Regions from separate parts of the Mus musculus genome. Here region 2 is linked to region 1. Evidence: chromatin contacts called from public Hi-C data. All regions are on one chromosome and are shown on one strand. The core of a region is the stretch at or near the end of the contact, and the rest is flanking DNA. Distances in the headings are between cores, read along the strand shown. Region 1 has its middle 6.8 kb from the start of Gm35039. Region 2 has its middle 16 kb from the start of Ccnl1.

Region 1 (3,773 bases), core at 328-2,827:
AGGCATTAGCGTGGTATGTACATGTTAGACAGTGGCCCTAACATGAATGGAAATATAGAGGTGAAGGAAACCTCACCAGAGAGCTTCTGCTGCCACAAGAACTTTCTTGAAAAGCCTGACAGCCGTCTTACTCCTGGGGAAAAACCTCCTTTGTTAAGGCAATCGAATCAAGTGTCCCAAACGGAAGATTAAAGTCAAGCGCACAGCCAGAAGCCTTTTCACACCGAAGAACACATCACATGACATTTAGTGCCAGGCCCCCTCGGATCGTGTAGGACCCCAGAAGCTGTTCCTTGAGACCAGGCCCGAAATCCTGTTCAAACTAGTGTGAGAGCCCAGAGTGGGGGAGACAGCCTGACCCTGAAGCTCTTTTACCACCGGGTGTCAGCGCAGTTTGAGCACTGACACTTGCCAAGGTTGGATTCCCCTGGTGACGGATGGCAATGCTCCAGTGGCCCCTGGCGACACATGGCAATGCTCCAGTGGCTGTAGACTTGTTCTCTGGTGGAGAAAGGAGAGAAGATGTTGAATTCACCGTTTGCCAAAAGTCGTGAGTTCCACCTATGCAAGTATTTTTAGTGCAATGAAGAAAGAGATTTGAGAGTTTTAGGAAAACATCCCTGAAGATCATGATAACAGAAGGTATATTATGCATCAGCAAAAGTGATACTTTCTTTTTTTTTAAGATTTATTTATTTTCTGTATATGAGTACACCATTGCTGTCTTCAGACACAGCAGGAGAGGGCATCAGATCCCATTACAGATGGTTGTGAGCCACCATGTGGTTGCTGGGATTTGAACTCAGGACCTTCGGAAGAGCAGTCAGTGCTCTTAACCACTGAGCCATCTCTCCAGCCCCCAAAAGTGATACTCTTTAATTTGCAAAAAACAAATTGAAGGTGTGTTTCCAGGAAAAAAAAATTGGAAATTAAGAAAACAAAAACAACAACAACCCCCCTAAAACAGTTTTTAGTAAATTATCCTTCCTCCAAACAGAAAAGGTTCTGGCTCGGAACTGGCAAGCAACCGATCCATGTGAGCACCCCATAAACATTCAAGGGTGAAGGAAATGTCCTCAGAGCATAGGAACCATTTTTGCCTCTGCAAGAACCCCTTTGAAATGCCAGTGACTGAAATGGGGTCTTTCTGACAATTCTCTGCAAATCTTGGAACAAGAAAGGCCAGTGAAGCTGGTTCTCGGACGAAACAGAAGGACTTAAGTAATCACTCCTGGGGTCTCTGGTTGGGACTGTACATTCAAAGCAGAGCCAACTGAAGTGGCTGTGTGTGTGTGTGTGTGTGTGTGTGTGTGTGTGTGTGTGTGTGTGTGTGTGTGTGTGTATGTGTGTGTATGTGTGTGTGTGTGAGGTTTAAACAACCGGTTACTCAAACTTCCAGCAAGTAAGATTCAGGAACTCTACTTCGTGGAAGAAAGCTCACCTTTGCTTCACTTTGTGTTGTTGCCAGGGCTCTGCTATAAACAGAAATGGTTAAAGTTGGAGTGGGTATAGACTTCAGCCATGCCAGTGCAGACTTTGTCAGTCCAGCTGAGAAATCAGAAGGGACAGTGGTGAGACCAGTGCTTGGGATGTTGCCAGGTTAAGCTCTGCTTGTTTTGGCCTGTCTACCCTCAGCCTTGGTCCATGTGATCTAGATAAGCAGACATGTACCTCAGGCACCATGGCCGTATTACCTGGGTTGGTAATGTCCAATCATGGTTGAGTTATACCAGGATGGTTTGGAGACCTTCCACCAGGAGACCTGCGCTGTGTCTGACTTTCCTGAAACTTTTTTTTCTAGGTTCCAAGAAATACTTTTCAGTTGGTGGTTGTTGACCTGGACTGGGCAGTGGGACAGTCATTGCTTGGATATGGACCTAAGCTATCTTAGGACTAGAGCAATCCTATTTCTCTACATCAACCCACAATGGGCCTCCTGCTCCTCTGCACTGATCCTACACACACACACACACACACACACACACACACACAAATAGACACAGAGAGACAGACACACACAGAGAGACAGACATTTACATACACAAAGAGACAGACACATACATACAGAGAGACAGACATGCACACACACATACAGACACACAGTAACAGACATATAAACACAGACACATACACATACACACAAATACACATAGACACACACACAGAGACACAGAGAGACAAACAGAAAGAGAGACACCCCTACACACACATTTAGTGACAGACACACACATGGACAGACAGACAGACACACACACACACACAGAGAGAGAGAGAGAGAGAGAGAGAGAGAGAGAGAGAGAGAGAAACATGCACAGAGACTCAGACAGACACACAGGCAGACACACACAGTGACAAACACAAACACACACAGATACACACAGACTCACAGAGAAAAACACACACAGACACAGAGAGACAAACACACAGAGACACCCCTACACACACACACACACACACACACACACACACACACACTCAGTGACAGACACATACACAGAGGACACACAGACAGACACACACAGAGAAGAGAGAGACAGAGACAGACAGACACAGAAAAACAAAGAGTGACAGACAGTAACACACAGAGGTAGAACTACTCTGACAGGCTATTCCTGTCTTAGATGGGCTACCAGGCTTTCAGGCTACCTTCATATAGAAAGACCATTCATTGGTATAAGTCCTCTGACCACACGTGCAAAGTAGACCTTTGTGGAGACAGACAAGGGCTAGTTGACTTCTCAAAAGAGAAAGGGCTAGTGTTGGACATGAGTCCTTGCTTTGTACCAGAAGTTCTGAACATTAGATCAAAGTTAATCCCACTCTTAGACCTAGAAGGAAGTTCTTAAGTGCCAGAATTATGTTGATGTCAAGAACAGGGCACTGCTGAGACAAGATGAGGTGGTGTCAAGGTGTGACTTTCTTCAATTGTCTTGAATTAGGGATCACCAGACATCAGTCATCTCTGTTATTCCAACCTCAGCTGGACCCAAGCCATGTCTTGGCAATGCTTCGCTGGCAGGGTTGGCACCGCATTGCTCTGGCTCCCAAGGTCAGGCCCTGGGTCTGTCTCCACGAAAGGTTGGTGATAACATTACTAAGATAGTTGATAAGTGGAATGACCTGAGAATTACAGTGCAGCTGATCATTCAGGTCTGACCCAGAGTGAGGATCGTCAGGACAGACAGACCCTGACTCAATGGTATCTTTTGCCTCCTTTCTCATCTCAATGACCCCAAGGAACCACCAGGAGACAGAAACAAACAGAAAATGACTAAACCCAGTGGAAATGCCGCTTTTGAAGAGATTGTTGGACATGTGCGGCACTGATTGGTCCTTAGCTAGAGAACTTGCTTGAACTATTTAAGAAATCCTTGGTCCAGCACAGTCCTTATGCTATAGTGTCAGCAGTGGCTGCCACCCTCATAACATTATAGATGACATTAACAGCAGAACAACCAGCTAGTTCACAAAATACAAAAGACATTATTTCAGTAAAAGATCATCTAACAGCCAGAAAGGGGGAGGAGGAGAAAAAGGAGGAGAGAACACTTCTACTAGATTTCTGTGTTAAGTGGAACTACTACTGTAACTGGGTGTGACCACTGCCAACATGGAAACTGGGCTACTGCAAACATTATGTGAGATCAGACATCTGAAAGTGTGTAGCCGAGTACTACATAGAGATACATTGTAAAAGTTTGTAGACTAGTACTACATAGTTACATTATAAAAGTGCAGAGATTAGTACTACATAGTTACATTATAAAAGTGCA
Region 2 (3,773 bases), core at 349-2,848, 39 kb before region 1:
TACTAGGCCAGAATACAACCAACTGAATATAAAAATGGAATCAGTTACATCAATTCCACATCTCCAAATCTAAACTGATCTTCCCAAGAGTCTGGAGCAAGTTCCTGACTGGTCGGTCTCAACAGGAACCAGTCAGTTCTCTCTATTCTAACACTAAAGGCGACCTGAAGTAAAATAATGTTAACCAATTAGGTTTGGGGGTTTTGTCTGCTTGTTTTTGTCAACTGTCAGAATTCCACTCCTGCCTTACAAGAACAGTCACTGTGAAATGTCTAATCGGTTTGCTCTTTCACGGGTCATCAGCACTCCATTCTTCATAAAACTAACTTATTCTGCCTCCGTCTATCAGAACACCCATTTTATAGATGAAATGTTGCCCAATTCTAGACTTATACACAAAACAACTATATGAAAATTCTTTGTCTTTTGACACCCTTATGAACATGTTTTCTTTAACCCTGCAATTTAGGTTTGTGGGGATTTAAAGGGCAGGATAAAAAGGACAGCTCAATCATCAGGAAAGCAGCCAAAGATCTGATAGTGTTGAAAACAAAACAAAGGAAGTGGCAATAGGGAGGGGAGTCGAGACAAAAGGGAATTTAGGAAGTGAACTAATAACAGTAGTAAAGAGAAAAAAGACAAAAGCAGGCAGAGCCTGGGTGGGGGTGGGGCACACTCAGACACCGCTTATTTAAAGGCGCCTTATTCAAGTTGGCCTGAAGGCGGTGGCTTTTGTTCACTTAAATTAGCCTTCTGGCCTTTTTAAGACAATTAACTATTCTCTAAAACTCAGCTGCTTTTCATGTCCAGCCTTTCAAGACGCAATACTTGGATAGGACAATCCAAAAGAAAATTAAAAATTACATTAATCTTTTCAAGCTAGGCTAAGGTGTCTTATCCCAGCCTTCTTACAGAAAGCCTCCACGCTCTCTCCAGTTTAGAGGGAAGGCATAAATACAGCTCAACGTTTCCAAATACATCTAATTGACCTATTTTCTTGTTGTTTCCTTTCAACGGAAGCCCCCAGCTTGGGAGGGGATTAATAATAGTTTCACACAAGAAATGGGTACATTTAAAGTTTGAAGAAACTCTAAAAACTGTTCAATTTAAGTGCTTGGAGGCCAAGGCACAGGAGAAGCAACTGGTCACTCAGCCCACCCCCGAGGCCCACGGCCAGACTGGATAAGGACTCGGCTATTGGCGTCACAGGAGGCTGGCGCTGCGGGGACCAGAAGAGGAGCAGCGTCAGCGCTCGCAGGGACAGAAGCCAGAGAGCGAGTTAGACACGCCCACAGGATGGGAGGAGGGCGCCGCGCGAGCGGGTGGGCGGGGCTAGATGACGGCTTCCGGTTTGTGCACTTCCGCTCCACCCGGTTCTCTCCCCCGCCCAGCGCGGCTCCCTGCTGGCTTTCCCAGAAACTGATCAGTGGACACTCCTCGGGGCTGGATGAGTCCCAACCCGAAACTTGTTAGTCCCAGCGTATGCTCTCTGGCGGAAAAGCCGCGGCTTTTCCTAGCTGGGGCAGGGGACACTAACGTCGCTTGTCTGCCGCTCTGCGGTACCACGTGGTCAGCGAGTTGGGTGGAGGTGGGGGGGAAGGAGTTGCCCTGCCTCCCCCAGTTCCCTGGGGCACAGTGCGGCTGTCCAGTCCTGATCTCTCCAGTGCCCTATTGAGTTGTGGTGACGAAGGTCTTACCAGGCTCCCGTAAACCTTGTTAATATCTTCGTAATGACCTGTTTACAAAATTCACTTGCCCCAGAACATTTACCAGCTTTCCTATCAAGAAGATAAAGAACATGTGATGTCATGGCCTTGGCATTTTGAATGTTCCCAAACGCTTTACTGGAGAGCAGAAACAGCTTTCTCTCCCACAGTCCACGTTGGGACTGAGTGTCCGCAAATCCCACACAACACACTAGAAAATAGCATGCTTTACCAATACTATAGGCTGACGTCTAGGTGTCGAGGTTTTAAGTTTAAAGCCGAGCCACGCTGACTACCTATAGTAAAATTGGCATTATAAACGAGTCACTACAGTACCTACAATTATATTTATTTATTTTTTTTTCTCTTTTCAAGACAGGGTGTTTCTATTTCTGGATGCTCTGGGGCTCTGTAGACCAGGGTGGCTGAAACTCAGAGATCTAGCATGCCTCTGTCTCCCAAGTGCTGGGATTTAAAGGCTTGAGCCATCACCACTCGACTGAAATCTTAAAATTTAGGTGTAAACTGTCCTTTTATCTAAATACAAAATAGTAATCCAGCCAGCACTCCACTGATCTCCGGGAACACTGTAACTAGAAACTTGGTTGCTTCTGAGAATCCAAAGATACACATGAAAACAGTGTGAACTACCAAAAGCAATTTTGTTCGTATTCCAATGTACTCATTTCTAAAGTAGCTGAAAAACTTAGGAATGTAAACACCTCTAAATTGTTTATTGACTGGTAGAAAAAAAAATCTTGTTTGTGATGGTTTGGAGGAGCAGTAGATGAGCAACATCTGTTTCTGAAGTATGTATGCCACTAGACAGAAACAAAATAGCCATCACCAATGCAGGACTTTTCTCTCCAGTGAGGTCAATGTTACAGTGTTTACAACTAAGTCCAACTAAAATTTCTTGCAAAGTACCCTCTGATGTGTTTTCAGGAAGTCTTTTCCTTTAGTTACAAAATGAGTATTGTTCAGTATGATGTCACAGTCCTTCCTAAGCTGCAATGTTAGCCTAGTTGCTGTCACAAAAAAGATTTTGGGGGGGGGGGGGGTGAGAATCAGGAAAAATATTTTAGAAACAGCCCATGTTACTACCCAAGTCAGTGACTGCCGTGTCAAAAGTAAATCTCTTATTTTGCAAAGTTAAAACTGAACAACCAAAATTTTTTTAATTAACCCTATTAACAGAATCTTTTAAAAATTTCTACATTCTCATTCCATACGCTCAACCAACGGAGGAAAGATGAAAGGAGTCAGCTTGTCAAATCTGTAATAAATAATTTACATGTAACATGGACTAATTAAGGAAGAGTAAAGAAGCCAGCTCCACTCCTTTCTTTGATGGACAGATCTCTAGATCAACACATACAGCAATTAAGCATATCTCTTAACTAGATCAGTTGTTTAGAGGCTTTGGGAATTTTTAGAAAAGATGGTCCTTGTAGGCTTCAAGGTAAGTGCAGGCCTTTGTAGAGGCTAGGTTATATTCTTAAAGCACTAGGTTGTGCTTTGAACCCAGGCTGGAGAGAATATTGATCTCACTCAGTGGTTCCTCAACCTTCCTAATGCTACAACCCTTTATTACATTCTTCATGTTGTGGTGACCCCCCCAACTATAAAATTATTTTCATTGCTACATTATACTGTAAATGTGCTGCTGTCATAAATTATAATGTAAATATCTCTATTTTCTGATGGTTTTAGGCAACTCTGAAGGGGTCTCAACCCACAGGTTGAGAACCATTGCGCTAAATCCTCTCATGAAGAATAAATTATACAGTCCACAGAGAAACTGGAAATGAGCCTTGGTCTGACCTTAGGTGGAACTATGTCTATTCATGGTAAAGGGACACTTTTGTCATCGACATATGCCGGTGGCCAAAATTCCTTCCAGGGGTAGAAATGGCTTCCCTAATCCACAAGGGAAGCCAGGAAGTCTTCTCTTTCAGTGGGGAAACTATCAGATTCCACATTGTGTGGGGAGAACAAAGTCCCACATGCTGTCCTCCCACCTCCACTCTCATGCCATGCCCTGCCCCCCCCCCACACACACACACA

The links. A called contact is a pair of places that touch in the nucleus more often than the background predicts.
Region 2: a contact with region 1 is called in a Hi-C map of liver, with 1.9 times the contacts expected there. The contact joins two enhancer-like sites. A contact is called at or near these places in 2 of 15 datasets of contacts at CTCF or cohesin (CD8 T cells and the NIH/3T3 cell line), 79 of 484 Hi-C or Micro-C datasets (the 63-12 cell line, B cells, the BV-2 cell line and 53 more), 13 of 115 datasets of contacts at active chromatin or transcription factors (CD8 T cells, the HPC-7 cell line, the SCID.adh cell line and 9 more) and 3 of 9 other capture datasets (adipose tissue, liver and pancreatic islet).

The regions. Positions count from the first base shown.
Region 1 is chr3:65,933,160-65,936,932 of GRCm38.p6, reverse strand. No RefSeq gene overlaps it. Among named protein-coding and RNA genes, the nearest start is that of Gm35039, 6.8 kb to the right of the region's middle. Within about 2 kb of position 1,577, at least 7 of the 459 cell types and tissues checked have an H3K27ac peak or open chromatin away from gene starts, as enhancers often do. A contact at or near this core is called in liver, where this site is marked.
Region 2 is chr3:65,972,391-65,976,163 of GRCm38.p6, reverse strand. No RefSeq gene overlaps it. Among named protein-coding and RNA genes, the nearest start is that of Ccnl1, 16 kb to the right of the region's middle. Within about 2 kb of position 1,598, at least 437 of the 459 cell types and tissues checked have an H3K27ac peak or open chromatin away from gene starts, as enhancers often do. A contact at or near this core is called in liver, where this site is marked.